Regions from separate parts of the Sus scrofa genome. Here all the other regions are linked to region 2. Evidence: chromatin contacts called from public Hi-C and promoter capture Hi-C data. All regions are on one chromosome and are shown on one strand. Each heading gives the region's core, a stretch centred on a gene start, on an enhancer-like site or on the middle of the called end of the contact. The rest is flanking DNA. Distances are from core to core; before and after follow the strand shown. Region 1 overlaps BMPR2 (bone morphogenetic protein receptor type 2). Region 2 holds the start of BMPR2 (bone morphogenetic protein receptor type 2). Region 3 holds the start of NOP58 (nucleolar protein 58). Region 4 overlaps BMPR2 (bone morphogenetic protein receptor type 2).

Evidence for each region. Promoter capture Hi-C pulls out the DNA fragments that hold promoters and counts their contacts. A called contact is a pair of places that touch in the nucleus more often than the background predicts.
Region 1: a contact with region 2 is called in a Hi-C map of liver, with 10 times the contacts expected there. The contact joins the enhancer-like site here to the promoter of BMPR2 in region 2. A contact is called at or near these places in 1 of 5 promoter capture datasets (liver), 3 of 47 Hi-C or Micro-C datasets (liver and skeletal muscle) and 1 of 2 datasets of contacts at active chromatin or transcription factors (alveolar macrophages).
Region 3: a contact with region 2 is called in a Hi-C map of liver, with 2.1 times the contacts expected there. The contact joins the promoter of NOP58 here to the promoter of BMPR2 in region 2. A contact is called at or near these places in 1 of 5 promoter capture datasets (liver), 12 of 47 Hi-C or Micro-C datasets (blood, embryonic fibroblasts, heart right ventricle and 4 more) and 2 of 2 datasets of contacts at active chromatin or transcription factors (alveolar macrophages and skeletal muscle).
Region 4: a contact with region 2 is called in a promoter capture Hi-C map of liver, with 3 times the contacts expected there. The contact joins the enhancer-like site here to the promoter of BMPR2 in region 2. A contact is called at or near these places in 2 of 5 promoter capture datasets (both in liver), 4 of 47 Hi-C or Micro-C datasets (embryonic fibroblasts, liver and skeletal muscle) and 2 of 2 datasets of contacts at active chromatin or transcription factors (alveolar macrophages and skeletal muscle).

The regions. Positions count from the first base shown.
Region 1 is chr15:106,039,199-106,044,629 of Sscrofa11.1, reverse strand. The region is part of intron 1 of BMPR2 (bone morphogenetic protein receptor type 2); the gene reads right to left. Among named protein-coding and RNA genes, the nearest start is that of BMPR2, 70 kb to the right of the region's middle. Within about 2 kb of position 1,954, at least 6 of the 83 cell types and tissues checked have an H3K27ac peak or open chromatin away from gene starts, as enhancers often do. A contact at or near this core is called in alveolar macrophages and liver, where this site is marked.
Region 2 is chr15:105,968,574-105,973,697 of Sscrofa11.1, reverse strand. BMPR2 (bone morphogenetic protein receptor type 2) reads right to left here and starts at 2,121. Exons shown (of 13, transcript NM_001204900.1): 1 at 2,030-2,121. The coding sequence starts at 2,105.
Region 3 is chr15:105,890,894-105,896,532 of Sscrofa11.1, reverse strand. NOP58 (nucleolar protein 58) reads right to left here and starts at 2,925. Exons shown (of 14, transcript XM_021075921.1): 1 at 2,663-2,925. The coding sequence starts at 2,707. LOC102166561 (a long non-coding RNA gene) reads left to right here and starts at 2,971. Exons shown (of 3, transcript XR_308179.3): 1 at 2,971-3,118; 2 at 3,950-4,038.
Region 4 is chr15:106,071,948-106,077,400 of Sscrofa11.1, reverse strand. It overlaps BMPR2 (bone morphogenetic protein receptor type 2), which reads right to left. Exons shown (of 13, transcript NM_001204900.1): 2 at 2,485-2,655; 3 at 898-1,068. Among named protein-coding and RNA genes, the nearest start is that of BMPR2, 100 kb to the right of the region's middle. Within about 2 kb of position 3,815, at least 2 of the 83 cell types and tissues checked have an H3K27ac peak or open chromatin away from gene starts, as enhancers often do. A contact at or near this core is called in liver, where this site is marked.

The sequences.
Region 1 (5,431 bases), core at 705-3,204, 71 kb before region 2:
AATAACAACCCTGCTCCTCCAAAAGTGACTTTCCTTTCCTAGCCTCCAAGCAAGCTACTGGGTTACAAAAGGTCATCAGTATTACATATCAGACCTCCTGCCAAACTGATTTCCTACAAATAAACTTTTCTTACATAAATAAAAGTTTTCAACATTAGTATTCCAGCAGTATCTTGATAAATTTAACTTATTCAGAAATAAATAAGAAAATTAAATGAGTAGTCAGCTCAGTCTTACTCCAAAATTCTGCTCACCTTTCGATTTTCATCCCTTACTAAAACTTATGGTTAAAAGTAATCAATAGAATTAAAGATGGCAAGCAGAATTTCTGAAAATGAGGAGACTATTAATGCACTTATTCAAAAAACCTGACTATAGTATAAAACGCACTGAGATCCACATTCTGACCCATATCATTTTCCAAAATCTTTAAGATCATGTATAAGGACCTGTATGATCTAGAAATACAAATCCTTCCAGCTTCATCCAGACAGCAACCATACAGTATCATTCTCTTCACCTGAGAGCACTCATGCATTCTATTCCCTTTACATGGAATGCCTCATTTACTTAACCTCTGTTCATCTTAACATTTCTTTTTTTTTTGGGGGGGGTCTTTTTAGGGCCGCACCCACAGCACATGGAGGTTCCCAGGCTGGGGGTTGAATCAGAGCTGTAGCTGCTGGCCCACACCAGAGCCAGAGCAACATGGGATCCAAGCCACATCTGCGACCTACACCACAGCTCACGGCAACGCTGAATCCTTAATCCCACTGAACGAGGCCAGGGATCAAACCCGAATCCTCATGGATGCTAGTCAGGTTGGTTAACTGCTGAGCCAAGATGGGAGCTCCTTAACATTTCTTCTTCAAAGAAACTCTCCCTAATCACCCCCAGACCAGGGAGAAAGGGAACCCCTATCATACTCCAAAGCATTCTAAACTTCACATAATCTCCACAACTTATTATTAGCTATATGTGCCTTATTCATCAAATTGTAAGCTCTAAATAAGAGCAGAGGTTGAGTTCTTGTTCACCACTGTGTCTTCAGCATGGCATTATATCTAGCATTCAATATGTTTACTGATTACATGATGTTCCCTTATTTTTTGCCAAGAAGAAAAAATATTACAAAAATGAAAAAAGTGGGGTGCTCCAGCAAAATGAAACTGTATGTCCATGCAGAAATTAGAGCAGCTTTATTTACAAATGCCCCCCAAATGGAAACTATCCAAGTGTCCATAAATTTGTAGGCAGATCAACAAAATGTAATATATCCATATAAACATTACTGAGCAGTAAAAGGAATAAACTACTGACACATGCAATAATACGGTTAAATCTCAATATTACTGTGTTGAGTGACAGACACTACACATGAGAACATATCATATGATTCCATTTATGTGAAATCCTAGAAAATAAAAGTAATCTAAAGTAAATCAGTGATTGCCTGGTGCTAGGGACAGAGGGAAAACCAGACTACAAAGGAGCACAAGGGGAGTTCCTGTCATGGCGCAACAGAAACGAATCTGACTAGGAACCATGAGGTTGCAGATTTCATCCCTGGCATTGCTCAGTGGGTAAAGGATCCAGCGTTGCTGTGGCTGTGGCGTAGGCTGGTGGCTACAGGTCCAATTAGACCCCCAACGTGGGAACCTCCACATGCCGAGGGTGAGGTCCTAAAAAGACAAAGAAAACAAAAAAACAAACAAAAAAGGAGCATAAGGAATCTATGGTGAATGATGAAAATGTTTTGTATACTCATTGTGGTGGAGGAGTTTCACAGCATATACAATTATAAAAATTCATTAAGTTACACAGTTTAGGCAAGCACCTGCAATTTATACCGCAACTAAGTACATTTTCAAAAAGGCAGGAATACAGTATAAAACTGAACAGAAACAGGACAACACAGTTCAGAGGAATTGTTCATACATGTTGTGAAATGATACATACAAATGTTTTCCCGAGTCACAGAATCTTATGCCTAATTTATAATCCTCTTACAAGCTGGTTCTATGAATGAATATAAATTTTTCCTCAGCTCTGTTAGCAGGAATTTTTTTAAGACCTACACTGCCTATCTAAACAATCCAAGTCACATAACATCCATTTTTCAGTAGCTGTAATATATTTATCTATACTGGAAAAGTCTAAATGCCTTATCTTTACCCTGGAACAAAGTTCAGGGACTAGTTCTGGGTATGCTTGTGTGTTTGGCTTCTGTTTATCTAAGTGTCAAAATGAACTATCTAAAATAAACAACACAGGAACCTTGCAGTAATGGGGCAAAAAACTGAAAAACTGAAGCAACAGTATCCCATTCCTAGAACACAAATTTCTCAGGACAAACATAACTGGATTTCAGGGTACTACTGCAAAAAGAGAGTATCTTAACCTACCTAACAGAAATGTTCCTATAAAATCTGGTGTAAACTCAAATTTCTAAATTCAATTATAATAACTCAAGTAACTGAGACTTCTCTGTTGGCCTAGTGGTTAAGGATTCAGTGATGTCACTACTGTGGCTCAGGTCTGATTTCTGGCCTGGGAACTTCTTCATGCCTACACCCCGCCCCCCCAAAATCAAGTAAGAAAGTTACTTATTTTTCCAATCCTTTTAAGAATTAAATAATTACTTCTTAATTTACATATTTACATATCCAAATTACAACAGATTAAACTGTCATCCTGCTGAGCATTCCCAAAATGTCAAAGAGAGAGAAGAGTTGGAAGACAACAATCTTCATAAGGTGCCTCCTTACAATGTTACTGAATTTAATACCATGTTGGGAATCCCTGAAACTACCCTGCAGTTCTGTGATTCACTGGGAGGACTCACAAGACTCAGCACATCATCATACTTACGGCTATAATTTACTACAGCAAAATAATATAGAACCAAAACCAACAAAGGGAAAAGCTATTGTGAGGTGATGTCCAGAGGAAACCAGATACATGCTTCCAAGAGTCTTCTCCTCATGGAGTCAGAAAGAATGCACTAAATTCCTCCAGTACTGAATTGTGACAACACAGATTAAATGCCTACCCAAGGAAACTCATTAGAGACTCAGTGTCCGAAGTTGTTTCTAAGGTCACAGAAGAACCCTCTGCCTAGCACACACCAAAATTTCATACTCCTATCAGAAAAGGAGGTGCACAACATAAACCGTATTGTTTGTACAAATAGATTAAGCATAGTAAACCACTTTATCAGTTGAGAAATGGTGGGAACATTCCCAGAATGCAATTTTTCTCAGATGCTGGCAAGGACCAATCTTGTAAGCAGATCTTTCTAAGGACAGCAAGTCTGCTATGTTAACTCTTTATCTGCATAGATACTTAAAGAGAAAGGAAATTGAAGGCTGATTAAAACACACACACTCTGGAGTTCTCATCGTGGCTCAGCGGTTAATGAACCCAACTAGTGTCCATGAGGATGTGGGTTCAATCCCTGGCCTCACTCAGTGGGTTAAGGATCCGGTGTTGCCATGAACTGTCATGTAGGCCAGCAGCTACAGCTCCAATTCGACCCCTAACCTGGTAACTTCCATATGCCATGTGTGTGGCCCTAAAAAGACAAAAAAACCCCACAAAAACCCACACACTTTGAGTACTGGTTGCCAGGCTGATCAGCTCTCTGAATGGACATGGGCCTTGGGCACTGTGCTGCCAGGTCCACCAGCTATCTGACTGGACTTGAGCCTGAGGCACCAGATCACTAGTTGAAATGATTTCTTGGTTAAACATGACTGAGGCGATATACTATGTAACTTTAAAGGTAAATCATATAATATCTCAGATTTTCTGTCTCTATCAAAATCAAAAAGCATGCAAATAAATCACAGCTTTATCAGTACTGTAATGATTACCAGTTTTATCACAATTACTTATTGATGTTTCAATGCTGTAGCAGCAGTAGTGGCCAAAGGAGAAAAACAAAAACAAAAACCAAGTAGTTTCTCCATCCACAAAGGGTATCCAACTGACTGAGGGGAAGGGGGGGGGGACATAAAATGCCCCCACGTCCCCACATACTCTATAACAACAATAATCCTAGACTGAGAAAAATGCCTCCAGTAATCTGAACTCTCAAACAGCAATGAGGTGTTACTCGCCCCTAATTCACAGGAAAAGTAAACCATAGAAAAGCATACAAACCAGGCCCAAGCCTCCAAGAGACCTATATATCCTGCGGCCTAGTAGACACTGACTCCACTCTCCACATACTTATACTCTAATGATGAAAATTTAAAAAGTCACAAAATGGTAAACAAATAAATATATATAAATCTCCTAGGAGGCTCTGAATGACCCAGCTTTTCCTCCCATGTTGTAATCCATAGTCATTCTCAGTAGTGACTCTTTCAAGACTAAATTTTAGAATATCCTAAAAATATTCTCTATCTACATAATTCACCACAGCTTTCCTCAAGAGCAACTTGGTATTTTACATAAAAATTGTAAATATGGATGCTCTTAAGACCCCAAATTTCACATTTTTATGCTAAAGAAATAAAGAGCCAACACATAAATATGCATCAACGAACTTACTGGAGGAATGTTTATAACAGTAAAAACCGGAAACAATCAGCTCTCTACTGATAAATATTTAGGTTATCAAAATCATTGCATATTTAAAAATAAAATACTATGTAGCCATAAAAAATCATTCAGATTTGATTTGCTGATGGGGGGGACTGATTCATTTTTAAATGAGAAAGACCATATTAAACATTGACATAACATAATTCCATTTTTGTAAATTTGTGTGGAGGGGGAGAAGGGGAGAGAGAGGGAGAAAGAGAGAATATATAAAAGGTCTCAAAGGATATTCCAAAATCTGGTGGTATTATGACTGGTATCGTTAACATATTCTTTATTACATTAAACTAACAGGATATCAAAACTGAAGGTCTAAAAGGCCCATTATGATGATTTATAGAGAGGAAATCAACTAACAAAACCATAAGCAGGAGTTCCCGTCGTGGCGCAGTGGTTAACGAATCCGACTAGGAACCATGAGGTTGCGGGTTCGGTCCCTGCCCTTGCTCAGTGGGTTAACGATCCGGTGTTGCCATGAGCTGTGATGTAGGTTGCAGACACGGCTCGGATCCCGTGTTGCTGTGGCTCTGGCGTAGGCTGGTGGCTACAGCTCCGATTCAACCCCTAGCCTGGGAACCTCCATATGCCGCAGGAGCGGCCCAAGAAATAGCAACAACAACAAAAGACAAAAAGACAAAAAAAAAACAAAAAAAAAACCATAAGCAGATGTAAAATTCCAGAAACTAAAAATTATTGTACATATTTAATTATAAAGAAATTTTCTCACCAGTATATTAATTTTCAAGTTTAAAATTATCTATAAAAATTATGTTTGTGGAGTTCCCATTATGGTACAGTGGGCTAGGAATCCAACTGCAGTGGC
Region 2 (5,124 bases), core at 872-3,371:
GTTAAATGTTTATGCTTCTTTTCAAAGGCTTATCTAACTCTTACTTCATGTTCCCAGTTAGAGTAAGAAGTTGTTGCCATCATTAACGTCCTAGGAAAGGGTGCAGACTGCAATTCTGGCTCCACAGTTTACTGACAGAGTGCTGAGTTATTTAAATTTTCTGTACTTTGATCTCTCTATAAAAGGAGCATAACTGAACCTAAAGAATCGTCATGAGGATCAAATGAGAAAACACACGTAAGCCTGTTAGAACAGTTGCTGGCCCATAGCAAACGTTAAACAAATACTATTATTACTACTATTATTGTTGTTATAGCTCTGAAATCCAGCTTCACAAATTTTGGCATTTGGTGCTACTAAAGAAAGAAGACAACTAAAATCACTTTTAAGCAGTGATTACTTTAATCCATCCCTTTTAGGGGCCATCATTCTAATACTTAATTTACCAAATAAAATGAAGTTTATTTTTAAGTCGATTGTACTTTCTCCCACTTTTATCAGTTCAGATAAGCTTGTCAACTAAAAATAAGAATCTATGTTCTACAAAGGTTAATAACAAAGAACACTAAAAAATCTATGCTCTGAGACTTCTGGTCTTAGAATGACTGCTTAAGCTTAAGGCCTTTTACTCTCTTCATATTTCACAGGAACCACATGGCTTACAACTAGAGAATTTAAATAACTAACGCAAAATAATCTAGAGAAAAATCATTCTTTTTTACCCCAAAAGGAATTGTGGCAGTTAAAAATATTAAAACATCAGCATCAAAATACATTCAATTCAGAAGTTCTAATTATTTTAACACAACTATAACAAACATAATAGCCACTAATCAACAATATTAAAAACACAAAAGGAGTGTTCAATTTATCTTTCAGTGTTTTCCCAATGCAGACTTTTTAAATGGAAATAAGCAAGCAATCTCCACATCTAACATAGCAGTGAGAAATTAATGTGAAAATTACACTTAAGAAAAAGTAATTGGAAAGGTGTTATGTTGTCCCTCATCCATTTTTTTCTTCATTCATTTTAAAATATATAATCTATTTGGCCATACTAAACCAAATTTAAAAATTATATGTATCACTCCCCAAAATTTCTGAAAGCAAATCACCAAAAGACTGCTTGAAAAATTAACTGCAAACGTAACATGAGATTTGCACTAAGGCGTTTGAGAATTAAAGACAAAATATCCTAAGGAAAGGATGACTACCATTTCCCTTTAAGCTTCAGCAAAATGTCAAAAGAACTTTCTTTCAGGACTCAGATCTCCTAGAAGTCTGACGTGAGGTCAATGACAGGAAAACCAACAGATGCCAGATGACTAAAAGAAAAGTTACTGAAAATACTTCTAAACCCAACAGTAATTCTAAAAGCAGATAAAATACAAGAGTCCAAGATTGAAAAGATGAAAACATAATTACTTATACCCTTCAAAATAAAATAATACCAATGATAATAACAACTAACAGTACTGTACAATGTATTAAGAATTTCACAGTTCTGGGTTCCTCAACATTTATTCAATTTATTCGGGAACGTTTTGGAATAATGAAAGTAACATGGATTCCCAGAGAGCGATCTAAATCTAAAAATAAGGTTCAAGTGTATGCTCCATAGTTTAATGTTTTTACTGTAAGCCAAATCCTCTTCTTTATATTAAAAAAAAAAAAACCCTACAGTTCTGTTTCCAAAGATCTCATAATAGACACTGTCCACTGGTGATTAAAATATTATTTTTAATCCTGGCATTACCTCACAGCTAAAAATGTCAAGATACCACACCCAATGTGTCTTTTTTCCCCCCCGCGGGTGGGAGGTGTGGGGGTGGGGAATACGAGGAGTGGGGATTCGAAACTACACGACAACATGGAAGGGTAGTTCCCTGGAAGGACTGGAAAGGCGCGCAGGTACCAGGCGATCGGGGGAAGCGTGGCGAAGGGCCGGTGCAGGCCTCGGCCTCTGCAGGCTCCCTCCCTCGCCACCCGCAGGGGAAGTGGCCGGGTCGTGCCACCCGGGGCTACTCACCGGCCGCAGCGCTGACCAGCAGGACGGTCCACAGCAGCGAGGGCACCCGCCGGGGCCACCGCAGCGACGAAGTCATCCCTGGGCCAGTCGAGAAGCAGAAGAGCAGAGAAAATAAATATGGAAAGTGAACACGGGCGGAGAAAGACGGCCGAGAAGCTAGTCCTCGCTCTCGTCGGACTTATCCAGCCCGAAAAACAATGCAGTTTGAAAGGACAAATGGCAGATGAGAGGACCGAGCTGCAGAGCTTTCATTCCGCAGCAGAAATTCCCTTCATTTCTCTCCCTCGCGGCTCGGGGAGTTCGCTCGCCTAGGAGGGGGTGCCTCGGCCCCCCAAACTGAAGGCATGTCCGTGGGGAGAAGCAGGGAGACAAGAAGAAAGCCCCGCAGTTATTTCCCTCGTAGTTTCACGATATCAAAAAAATATCCAGGTCTGGGAGAAAACATATCCAGAGTGGCGAGGGGTGGGGAGCCGGGATTCGATGGGGACGCCAAGGATCAGAACAAGTTCCCGACTGCCGGGAAGGGCAAAGCCGGGCGGGCGGCGGCGCCCGATAGCCGGAGGCGCATCGCCCGTGGCTCCGGGAGGGCAAGATTCCTTTTAAGTTTCGCTTCGGTGCTTCCTTTACTCCGATTTCGAGCACAGCAAATCCTCTTCCTCGACTGGATCGAAAAAGGTGCCTGCCTCCATGGACAAACCCACCGCCTTCACGTCTTCGCGGAACAATCCTGCGAGGGTCTGGCAGGTCCCAGCCGGAGGGCTGAGGGGCGGTGGGAAGCGGGGGAGGGGAGGGGTCTGCAGGCCGGGCCCCGAGCTCCCCAAGACAGCGGGCGGAGGGGAGGTGCGGGGAGGCTGCCCTTTCTAGCCCTCTCCGGTGTACTTCTTCCTCTCTTTTTTACTGCTGCCGCTCCATCTTGCCTGGGGTAAATTCTGCCGTGAAAGCCTCGTCTTCTATGGCTCCCGTGAGCGAATCACAACCCTCCGGAGGAAGCCGCCGCCGCCGCCGCCGCCGCCGCCTCGTTTTCCCGCAGCTCTAGGCTCCGGGCGGAGCTCAGGCGTCGCGGGCCGAGGGCGGGGGGCGGCGGGAGGGCGGATGTAGGTGGCTGGAAAGGGGGGTGGGCAGCAAGGCGGCGAGACACCCCGCGCCCCTCCGGGAAGCACTTCCAGTGGCTCCGAGCAGACCAGACACAAAGGGGGGAGTCGCCGCAGCTGCCAGTCTGCGGCGCTCCCGGTCACCGGAGTCGCCCCGCCTCCGCCTCCTCCGCCTCCGCCTCCTCCTCAGTCTCCGGCTCTTCCCGGCCCTGTCTGTCTCGGGCCTGTGGTGCAGCGCGGGCGGCGGCGGCAGCAGCGGCGGCGGCTGCGGCGGCGGCGAGACGAGGCCCGCACTGCGCCTGCGCGCCCGCGACCCCGCCCGGCCCCGCCCCTCGCTCCCGGGCTAGCAGAGGCGGACTCCGAGGCCCTAATGCTGCGTGTCTCCCCCGAGCCACCGAGGGCAGGGCGGGGCCGGCGTCCCACAATGGGCAACGGTGGCCTTTCTCCTTCACGCACATACGCGCACACGCACACAACGGTGGCCTTTCTCCTTCATACACACTCATTCACACACACACAAAACGGTGGCCTTTCTCCTTCAAACACACACATTCACACACACGCACGCACCTTCCATACGGGCACGCTTGGGATTTGTGTGCTTAAGAGAAGGCGGCCGCATCTGTAGTCCAGCGTTTGCCAAACTCTTCGAGCTCGGTGGTTTAGCCTCTGACTCCTCTGGGACTCTTGGAGTAAAGCCTTGAGGGGCAAATATACCCCCCTTTGTTTCTTGGGGCCGGAGCCTGCCTCTCCGTAGCCCAAAGAATCTGGATGGACCCGCCTTTACCCGAACCGGAGACCTCGGCCTCCTCGGTTCCCCTCACCGACTCAAAACAAAAGCCCAGAATTTAGGGGTGGAAAGACCACCCCTAAATTGATGTTTTTGCTCTAATTGGTGCCCTGCAACCCTCAAGCACCCATTACCTTAACCTTCCCTAGCTAACAGGAATATGGAATGTTTGAAAGGCTGCGAAGCCAGAAAGAACTCCTTCTTTTAAAATTCTATTCGCTATCCTGCTGTCTGCATATCTGTCTTTGCAGTGGAGTTTCCACTTCGAGGGTGGGCTTTTATTCACAAAAGCTGGGGGCCTTAGGGGGTTTTTTAGGGCATTTGAAAGGAAAATCGCGGTGTGGGGTGCCGCCTCAAGGTAAAGAGTGGGGTCGGGTCTACGCTTCGAGGAAAAGGGCAGGTATTGCTGCTCTTTCAACTGGAGAGGATCTCTTGCGGAGGTTTTTTGAATTGCAAAAGCCCAAGCAACCAAGATTCCTCCCCCGCCCTGCAGCTCGTACTCCTGGGGGATCTTGGTCGACTTGGGTGGGATTTTGCTGGGGCAAGAGGGAGAGGGTGACGTGCGTGGCGCCATGATCGGAAGTCTGGGTTTAATTCTTAGCTGCGAGGTGGAAAATCTGCGTGGGAGGGCGATCTTAGAGGTGAAGTCTAGCCTTCCCTTTTACTAAGCAGAAGGGTTATTCTGAAGGCCGGTTTTGCTGGTCTTTCATTGTGGCTAAGAGCCATTCCAAAGATAACGTTCAAAGATACACTCCTGAAGTCATACTCTTTGCTTGCTTATTCAAGTCCCCTTTTATCTGAACTTGATGTAAATAAATCTTCACATTCCTTACACTAGTTGCTGTTATCATACTAAATATCTTCTATAATTAGGGGGTTGTGGTAACACCAGCTCAGAATTCTCAGACTTTTTTTAGTGGAAATGTTTTTGTACTGTTTACCCTTCAGGCAAAGAGAAAATTTTCCATATTGTAAAATATCTTAAAAAGAAAAAACAGGAGTTCCCGTGGTGGCTCAGTGGTTAATGAATTGGACTAGGAACCACGAGGTTGCGGGTTCGATCCCTGGCCTTGCTCAATGGGTTAAGGATCCTGGCCTTGCCTTGAACTGTGCTATAGGTTGCAGACGCAACTCGGATCTGGCGTTGCTGTGGCTGTGGTGAAGGCCAGTGGCTGCAGCTCGGATTGGACCCCTAACCTGGGAACCTCCATATG
Region 3 (5,639 bases), core at 1,676-4,175, 78 kb after region 2:
TGTACTGAACATCTACACACATGTTTCAGAGAATATTCACACCTTTAAGGTGTACAATTTACTTTTAGTAATTCTTTCAAACTTGTTCAACTTATTTTAGAATATTCTGTATGTCAATTTTATTCAGAAAGAATCAATAACTGCTACTGTAGTTCCCACCATAGCCCAGTGGGTTAAGAATCTGACTGCAAAGACTTGGGTTGCTGTGGAGGTGCAGGGTTCCATCCCCAGCTTGGTGCAGTGGGTTAAAGGATCTCACTTTGCTGTGTCGTAGATTGCAGCAGTGTTTCGGGCTCAATCCCTGGCCCAAGAACTTCCATATGCTGCCAGTGCAGCCATGAAATAAAAAAATAACTGCTACTAATTCCAAGTATTTATAAATGAAACAATATTTCAGAATATTCACAAGCCTTTGGTTATTTCTCAATTAGGTTACATAAAAAATAAATTACAATTTGACAATTTTCAATAGTAATTTAAGTAAAATCAAAAACTGCAATAGAAGGAGTTCCCATTGTGAATCAGTAGTAACAAACCTAATTAGTATCCATGAGGACTAGTTTCAATCCCTGGCCCTGCTCAGTGGATTAAGGATCCGGTCTTGCCAAGAGCTGCGGTTCAGGTTGCAGACTCGTCTGGGATCCCACGTTGCTATGGCTGTGGCTCCAACTCACCCCCCCTAGCCTGGGAACTTCCATATACTTCGGGTGTGGCCCTTAAAAAAGCACAAAAAAAGGAAAACAAAACAAAACAAAACAAAACACTGCAACAGAATACCCAGGACTTATTTTTACGGAGGATACTCTATATTAATAGAAATCAGTAGTAATTCCTCATATGACTTTATACTTTATGACCCAGGGTCTAGAAACCACACAGTTGCTAAGCCAGTTCCTTCCCACCGTTGGATTCAAGCAGTGGAGAGTGCATTTACACCTCCCCCGCCCCTTAGCATCCAGTTAAGGATGTTTGTTGTAACATCGATTTAGATGAAACTCATCCAGACACCCACACACTATAATGGCTATGAGAATTTGGGGGGCATGAGCAAAATGCTGAGACCTTGGAGAAGATTGCAAAAAGATGGGGAAAAGCCTAAAGGACCTATTCCTGGGCTCTATGGACCTTTAAAGTCCCTTAAAATTGCTAATAATGCATTCAGACAAATCTAATGAGAGGAAAGATAAGAAATATCAGCTTTTGGTTTTAAATTATCTTACTGTTTTTTTTCCCACTTTTTTTGGCTGCAGCATGCAATGGATTAGTATGGAATCTCAGTTCCTAGAGCAGGCGCTGAACCAGACCACAGCGGGAAGCTCCAAATCCTAACCACTAGGTCACAAGGGAACTCCTTTATTGGTTTTCTTAAAACAAGTACTTAATGTAATATGCAAATGGTATTTTCAAATGCCAAAGAGAAACTTGGAAAATAAAATGAAAAACTGCACCAAATCGACGTTTTGGTACCATTCCACACTCTCTGCACCCATATCAGTTTTTTTGATTGATGCCTAGAATCATACCATATTTTATCTAGCATTTTTTACCTTGTCAGTACATATGAAAAATATGCTTTTCATTACTATGTTTGTAGAGCACCAGGATACCACTCAATTTACCTCATTCTCTTAACATCTCAATGGCACCCTACTAAACGATAGTCACATTGTTCAATTATTTATTCAATTATTTCCTTGCTGATGAAGTCAATTTTATTTGTTTATTTATTTATGGTCTTTTAGGGCCGCAATCGTGGCATATGGAGGTTCCCAGGCTAGGGGTCCAATTGGAACTGTGGCAGCTGACCTACACCACAGTTTACTGCAACGAGGGATCCTTAACCCACTAAGTGAGGTCAGGGATCGAACCCACATCCTCATGGATCCTAAGTCGGGCCAAGACGGGAACTCCTTGATGAAGTTAATTTTAAACTTTCCCAATTAAAATAAGCAAAACTCAAATTTTCAGCTCAGATTTCTCCCCTGGGCTTCAAACTTGAAATGACCACTGCATTTCCATGTCTAACAGACATCAAACGCTGAAAACGGCCCAAAATGTAACACTTTAGTAACCCTCCCAGATCCCTAAATCTTCTCCCTACCACCACACCCACTTAAACCCCAAACTCACATTCTTTTATCCCTCAGCCAATCCCATCAGTTCTACCTTCTAATTTTCTCCCAATACTTCTTTCCACCCACACAAACCTTAATCCAAGTAACTTCATCTTGTCTAGATTAACGCAAAAATATCCTTGCTTCCTTTCTTGCACCCCGTCCCGCCAATCCACTTCACACACAGCAAAGCAACTTCATTAATAAAGTTAAATCAGTTTACTCCTCCGTTAAAGTCTCCCAATTACTCCTCAAATCACTCAACAAAATCCAAACTCTTTATCATAACCTGTAAAATTCTAATACGGCACCTGCCCACCTCTCTAACTGGGCCAAATCCCCTTACAGAACCGGGAGGCCCAAACAACGCCGCCACGTGTTCACCGAAATAGGCGCCTTCCAGGCCCAAACCTTCCAGGCCCTTCCTTTCGGACCAGGGGGGCAGAAAAGCACCCACGAGAACATGAGCGCTGTCGTCCTCCCCTTAGGTCTTTCCCTCTCCTCCCCTGCCCAACACCCGCCATCCCCCTCCAATGGCTCCCACCTACCTTAAAGATGGCGTAGCCGACGGACGTTTCAAACAGCACCAACATGGTGAAGCCGGGTCAGGGCGCCGAGTGGCGTGACACGAGATCTTAAACCAGTGAAAAAAAGACCAAATTTGTAGGCCCTCAAGGCCCGCAAGGCCGCGGCTGGCCAAGCACTTGGGCGCACGCCGTCCGGCAAAGAGCCAGACCACGTTGCAAAAACGTTCCACACCTGACTACATGCAGAAAGCGTCCCGGCGCTTCTCCTTCCCCAAGGCTTCTGGGACGTGACTTCACTTCCGACAGATGACGCGCAGCAGAGTCGCCCTGGCTTCCGTTTTGTTCCCGCCACAAAGGACCGTAAAAATATCGCGAGATTTCGTAGAGCGCAACCGCGGTTTTATTTGCTCAAGCTCAGAAAAATCTGAAAGGGAAAACTGTCCTGCTTTGGAGAATGGTGGTGGCTACGGGTTACGGGTACGGTCTTGTTCACTGCTGTGGCTTGGGTCGCCGCTGTAACGCATGTTCGATCCCTGGCTTGGGAAATTCCACCTGCTGTAGGTCTGCCAAAAAAAGAAATTAAAAACAAAAATAAACAAAACCTTCAGGGAGTTCCTCTTGGGGCTCAGCAGGTTAAGAACATAACTAGCATCCATGAAGCGGCAGTTCGATCCCTGGCCTTGCTCAGTGGGTTAAGGAGCCAGCATTGCGGCAAGCTGGGGGCTTGTAGGTTGCAGATGCAGCTGGGATCCCATGATGCAGTGGCTAGGCTGGTAGCTGCAGCTCCGTTTCAACGCCTAGCCTGGGAACTTGTGAGGCAGAATAATAATTCCAATAGTTAGTGTAGGAACACGGGCTTCCATATATTCCCTGATTAATGTCCACGGTTTTAAATTTGTAAAAACAAATCAAGATAAACAGCCCTTGCTTGTTGGAAGATTAACTACTGAAAGTACATCTGTGGACATTAACCTCTGATCTACACATTTGGCTGCTAGAAAAGGAATGTAAAGAATGGCAACTCTAAGTCTAAGGGAAAGAAGAACAAAAGGACCATAAAGCCTATGGAGTATATCCTGACTCTAAGCCCCTATTGGACAAGGCCCAGTATAGGTGCTGGGCAAGGCCAACAGGGAGCAGGACTGATAGCAGGACCCCATGTTGGTACCCCTGTCTTTAAGAGATAACACCTCCTTAGAAAGTTAGTGTGTGGGAAATCTTCCTCTCCCTCGCAGTGTCTGTGCTGGGAGCTATCTGCCTTTCTCTAATAAAGACTTTTGCTTTCTTGCTGCCTGTGTGTTCACAAAGTTCATTCTTCAGCTCCGTGAACAAGAACTGGGATTCCGGTAACATCTTTCCGGGGCCTGTCCAAGATCTGATACACCAGCACTCATAAGGTAAGCAAGCTTGTGATTTTGCTTTCTACTTTGTTCAGTTCCTATTTGCCTCTTGAAAGGAGAATGAATGTGTGTGCCTGAGACGTGTCATGGACACAAAGCCAGTGTGGAGTCCTGATCCAAGTTTCCATTTAAGCCCCTGAGTGACCTCATATGGCTATAAGGCAGACCTTCTGAGCCCAGTCAGACCAGGAGTCCCAGTCGGGGGTTTACATGGACTTGCCATATGCTGAGAGGCACCAAACGGGATGTCCCACGAGGGAGACGGCCAAAGACGGCTGAAGCAAGTCACAAGGCAAACTTTACAACGTGGCCTTCCCCTTCTCCCACCCTGGGTACTCCTCCCTCTATATACTCTAGCCTTTGTAAAGCATTTTGGAAACCACAAGTTACTTTATTCCTGAGGATTAGCAATTTTCAAAAGACCTGTCATAAACAAAAATACTGTTTTTGAGACTTTTTTTTTTTTTTCGTCTTTTTGCTATTTCTTTGGGCCGCTCTCACGGCATATGGAGTTCCCAGGCTAGGGGTCTAATCGGAGCTGTAGCCACCGGCCTACGCCAGAGCCATAGCAACACGGGATCTGAGCCACGTCTGCGACCTACACCACAGCTCACGGCAACGCCAGATTGTTAACCCACTGAGCAAGGGCAGGGACCGAACCCGCAACCTCATGGTTCCTAGTCGGATTCGTTAACCAATGCGCCATGATGGGAACTCCTGTTTTTGTGACTTCTTAAAAGGTGAGGGAGGGTTTAAAGTAGCCGTCCCTACCCCCTTACGAGACTCACCTCCATCTTCCCTATTTTTTACAGCATATCAGGAAGCAGCATATCACAGTGAGCAATGTTAGCTGAGTGGCCAGAGTCCAGTTTTTAATGGAAATCCATCTTTTAGTGGCATCCCTAAGAGGACAAGACACAGGGAGGCCCCTTACACTGTGGGAAGAAGATCTAAGGGCTATATGGATAAAGGTCCTCATAATCCAGTTTTATAAGCTTAGAGAATACCCCTTAAATTACAAGTCCATCCCATTGTAAAGCAGATTTGAGAAAATTTACTGACGATCCACATAGATACACAGAGGTCTTTCAGGGTCTCACGCAATCTTTCAAGTTGACCCGGAGGGACATCATGTTATTGCTGAACCAGACATTGACTACAAATGAAAAGAATAAAGTTTTAGAATGAATATGCTCAAGGCCGGGGAGATGAGTGGTATGTTATAAATGCCAGGAGTAAATCAGAAGAGGAGCTAACATGATTCCTACAGGAGGTCAGGCAGTTCCTGTGAGCAATCCCAATTGGTCTACTTATGAGGGAGACAAAGAAATTAGCATAGGAACCATTTTATCACTTGTATAGTTGAAGGCCTAAAAGCAGCATGAGTGAAGCCTGTTAACTACTCTAAACTATTGGAGGTCTGTCAAGGGGAATAAGAGAGTCCATTGGCCTTCTTAGAAAGGCTCAGAGAGGGATTGAGGAAGCATACACCAATGCACCCAGAATCACTGGAGGGCCAAAAAATTCTTAAGAATAAATTCATAATTCAATCGGCACCAGATATATGGAGGAAGCTCCAGAAATTGGCTTTTGCCCCT
Region 4 (5,453 bases), core at 2,566-5,065, 100 kb before region 2:
TTACCTCCAGCCCTTGTAAGTAGATAACGTCATTATTTTCTGGTTTATCCTTTCTCTTTTTTTCCTTTTAACGGCCACACCTGTGGCATATGGAAGTTCCAGACTAGGGGATGAATCAGAGCCATAGCTGCCAGCCTATAGTACAGCCACAGCAAGCCAAATCCAAGCCACATCTGCAACTACACCACAGCTCACAGCAACACCGGATCCTTAACCCACTGAGTAAGGCCAGGGACTGAACCCATGTCCTCATGGATACTAGTCGGGTTCATTACCGCTGAGCCACAATGGTAATGCTTTTTATTCACCAAACATTATCTCTAGATATAACACCAAACCACTTCATAGAGATCTCACTCATTTTTTTTCTTATATCTGTCTAATTAGTACTCCATTACACTTGCATACCATAATGCATTTCAATCAATCTCCTATTCTTAGGCATTTAGGTAGTTTCCAATCATGTAGTTACAAAATAATACCTTAATGGATAATGTTATACATACATATTTTTACACTTACTATTGGAGGTGTAATTTTATATATATATGTATAATATACCTTCCATTGGAGGTGTGCCTTCAAAGATAAATTCCTACCAATGGGAGTGCTGGGTGAAAGAATAAGAGTATGTGTACTTTTCTTAAAAGTGCCAAATGCCCCTTCGTGGGGTTGGAAAGTACTATTTTTTGATTCAAACTTATTTGATAATATAGCAGTACCCTGGAAATCTTGATATACCTCTTTTGGATTTTAGCTATTTACTAGAGGTAGTCTTAGGATGCTGGAACTCCCCCTCTCACTTTTGCCAAACCTGAATATTTTTAGTACATTTTTATGTTGAAGAACTTTGGAGAAAGATATTATAAGGAAAAGTAAGTCACTTTTAGTACTTACTGAGTGGTGTTGTGTCTGGAGGTGGAAAATTCTCAGTAAAGTTGACATTACACAAATCTGTGCTACAGCAGCAGAAACGATATGTTCCATTCTGAATGGAGGGTGGGGTGGTAGTTACTACACATTCTTCATAGTGACACTCCTGGGGATCTCCAATGTGAGACCAACATCCTACAAATTGGATATTAATGTAAATAAGTTAGGAGTCAATACAATTAAAAAGAACTAAAAGCAAAATAACAAACTAAAAAATCAATCCAATCTGGAGGAGTTCCCATTGTGGCACAGCAGAAAAAAAATCCAACTAGTAACCACGAGGTTGCAGGTTCGATCCCTGGCCCTGCTCAGTGGGTTAAGGATCCAGCATTGCCGTGAGCTGTGGTGTAGGTTGCAGACAAGACTCAGATCGGCCTTGCTGTGGCTGTGGCACAGGCCAACGGCTACAGCTCCAATTCAATCCCTAGCCTGGGAACCTCGATATGCTACAGGTAAGGCACCCCCCCAAAAAAAGATCAAAAAAATTTATATATAATAATAACAAAGATTCAAGAACACTCTTGTACAGTGATGGAGGGAATATAAATGTACACAACTTTTTTAGAAAGTCATATGGCAATTTTTATGGTGAACCTTTATAATATTCGTGTTTTATTATCTAAAAATTCTACTTTGAGAAATCTATTCCAAGAAAATTACCAGATACAACTAAAGAATTATGTTCAAAGATTTTCACTGACCTATTACGTATTACAATGAACACCAGAAAACAACATAGTGTCCAGTAACAGAGTAACGTGTCTGTAAACTAAGATACAGGTATACAATGAACTACTGTAGAGAAGTTGAATATGTTTTCAAGGAATATTTAAAGACAGGAGAAAATATTTATAATATAAAATAGAAAAAATTGTGTATGAAATTGTTTATACAGTATTATCATAATTTGAGGGTAAAAAAGCACGCACATATAAACATAGAAGTACAAAGAAAACACACCTGAAGGGACTCTACTAAAATACTCAAAAAAAAAAAAAAAAAAAAAAGTATGGAAATGTAGGCATGAGTTTTCTATATTTTCTAAACTTCATACAATGACTTTATGCTGCTAACATTTTAATAAGATGTTATAAAAATAAACTAAAAGACCAGTTACGCTTTACAAATTTGGAGCTGGTTTGTGAATACATACATGAACACATACTTTTTAATTTACTCTCCTCCTGGATAGGGCTTTAATCTACCTCCATGCCCCCCTACTGAGATAAACTTTAATTGTATGGGAATTCCCCTGGAGGCACAGTGATAACAAACTGACTAGTATCTATGAAAACACAGGTTCAATCCCAGGCCTCGCTCAGTAGGTTAAGGATCCAATGTTGCCGTGAGCTGTGGTATAGGTTGCAGACACAGGTCGGATCCTGCGTTGCTGTGGCTGTGGTGTTGGCCGGGGGCTACAGCTTGGATTTGACCCCTAGCCTGGGAAATTCTGTATGCTGCAGTGTGGCCCTAAAAGAGACCAAAAACAAACAAACAAAAACTTCAATTGTATGAAAAACATTTATTTCAGATGAAAAAGGTATTACTTGCCTTGTTTTACCAGATTTATGTCCCCTTTTGATTTCTCCCAAAGGCCATAGCAGGTGCTACCTTTTGAGCATAATATTGTTCCATTTTCATGAGAGATTCGACTCTCACCTATTCCAAGGTCTTGCTGATATGGATCTTTAAATGCACACAGACGTTCTTGATTCTGAGAAGCTAAAACACAGGAAATAAAAGAATGACAAATTCATTTTCTGATAATCTTTGCAAAATGTTATAAGATCTTATTCTTTTTGAAAGGCTTTGTAAATTTCCCTACTAAATCCCTAACAAGGCTTGAACAAGTGTGCAATTTTGTATTTATTCAATAACTTCTATTTGTTCATTAATTAATTTTTAACTTCCAAACAAAAAGCAAACTTGAAAAATCATTTCTCAAAAGCAATACTCTCTTACACAAATTATTCTCAACACTCTTTCTCCTATTACAATTTTGGTGTCTGAATAAAAAAAAAATCATCAGAAAAACATCCATTCTCTAAATTATTAAAATTTCAAGAAAGCAAATTAACCAACCTACAGTGCTAAATAATTTTTGGAAATGCTACAGTGTTCACTTCTACCATAAACATATACCATTAGGAATGTTAATCTAAGGATGAGGACAGTGACTACAAATAAGTACATGGATTTTATCTATGGAGATGGAAATATTCTAAAATTAGATTGTGGTAATGGTTGCACAGCTTTGTAAATTTACCAAAAAAATAACTCTTCACTTAAAAGGAGTGAATTTCATGCTATATAAATTATACCTTAATAAATCTTTTTTTAAAACTAAGGTAATTAATAGTCAAAAAGAAAATGACTTTCCATTATTAAAAGTATCAATAGCCGGAAGAAGAAATGTTCAACAATCCCTTATACTGAAGGTCAACCCAATATATTTTCAACGCCAGTCAATCTTTCTCTATATACATAGTCTGACTCAATTAATCTCAGTTAGAACATTTGTCACATAATTTATCAGTTTACAAATATTAACCAACACTGCTGAGAATACCAAAGCAGTGAATGGTTACCAAAAGCAAAAGCTGATCTTTATTTGGTTTCTTCAAGTAGTTTCTTTAGTACTTTCCTGATGCATTTGACTAGGCAGAAAAGCAATCTATACTTTGCCAGTATTTTCCTCATGGGCTTCTGATTTATTTCTTCATTTTAGTATCTCTTATTCATGGCTTCAATTCATTAGCACCTTAGCACGAGATGATTTATTAAAATAATGTTTCTGAACCTACAAAACTAAGGACCAAACTCCAGAGAAGAAATGGAAGAGCCAAAAACTGTGTGTCCAAATCTGTTTAGACACACAGAACTGCCGTATTTATTATAATAGAAAGCATCTTCAAAGTATTGAGATAAGTAAATAGGGGATTCACAAGGAGTTAATACAAAGTTCTACTCCTCAAGCATCTTATAGTCTGTTTGGATACAAACAGTAATTATTAAAAAGACAAATGGAACTTTCACATTTCCAAAATTTAAACTATTTCAGGCAGTCTTCTAGAAGATGTTTACTAATATTAGCTAAACAGCCAGAAAATATAGTATTTATAAAAACAAATCTAATTCAGCCTAATGATGATTCCATCACATTTTACCACAGGTAGTCACATATTCAAATTCCTTTAATAACAAACTTGTTTGTATTATCTTGCACATTTAATACTAGTATTTCCTCGGATCTTAATTTGCAAACTTCACCAAATCATTATAAAGATTAAAATTGGAGTTCCCGTCATGACTAAGTGGTTAATGAATCCGACTAGGAACCGTGACGTTCCGGTTCGAGCCCTGGACTTGCTCAGGGGGTTAAAGGTCTGGCGTTGCTGTGAGCTGTGGTGTAGATAGCAGATGTGGCTCGAATCCCACATTGCTGTGGCTGTGGCGCGGGCAGGCGGCTACAATTCCGATTCAACCCCTGGCCTGGGAACCTCCATATGCTGCGGATGTGGCCCTAGCAAAGACGAAAATACAAAAAAAAAAAAAAAAAAATTAGTTCAGGAGTTTCCATTGTGGCACAGGGGAAACAAATCTGACTAGTATCCGTGAGGATGAAGGTTTGATCCCTGGCCTTGCTCAGTGGGCTGGGGATCTGACATTGCTGTGGCTGTGGTGTAGGCCAGCAGCTGTAGCTCAGATTCGACTCCTAGCCGGGGAACTTCCATATGCTATGGGTGTGGCCCTAAAAAGAAAAAAAAAAAAAAAAAGAAAAGAAAAAAAAAGTTCAGCCTACTTTTTAGGAATTATTTTGTGACAGTGTCATCAAGATAAGCTATTATACTTAGCTATTTTAAACGTAACTCTTTCAAATTAAGATGCAGCAAATTCCTTTACAATGTAAAGGTGTTCTTGCAAGATTTGTAACTAACCTGCCCTTGGGTCAAATAAAAAAAAAAATGCCATTTCTTAAAACAGTGCTTGTAGTTTTTTAAATGCTATTTGTTGGAATGTCTCAGCAAAATCTCTGTGTAAAGTTTTGGATTCTTCAAAAACAATGTAGGAAAAGTAGGGGTGAAACAGAGTACCATGACAAACGGTACAGCATAGCATTATACTGTCACATATAGAGACCTGATCATTTACATAGTTTTCTATATTTGTCAACAGATATAAGAATTTTGATCAGTCAAGTATGGTCAATTAGCTCTTTTAAGGGATTAAAGTTAGCTCTCATCATTTTAAACACATGATATTTTGTTATAATAAGCACTAAAACAATTCTGATTAACATAACTACGTTGAACTGCAAATAGTCTCACCCAAACTGCTGACAGAGGCATCTTCATAAAAGACAGAGCTGATAACGCTTAAAATTTGTTAGTTCTCTCATGTTCCTAGAATTAAATTCAAACTCTTCAGTTAGCATACAAGATCCTTCATAATCAAGACCCAACAGGGCCATGATCCCTTTTGTCAGCCCTAGGAACTTCTGTTTTCATGGGCCCCTTCCT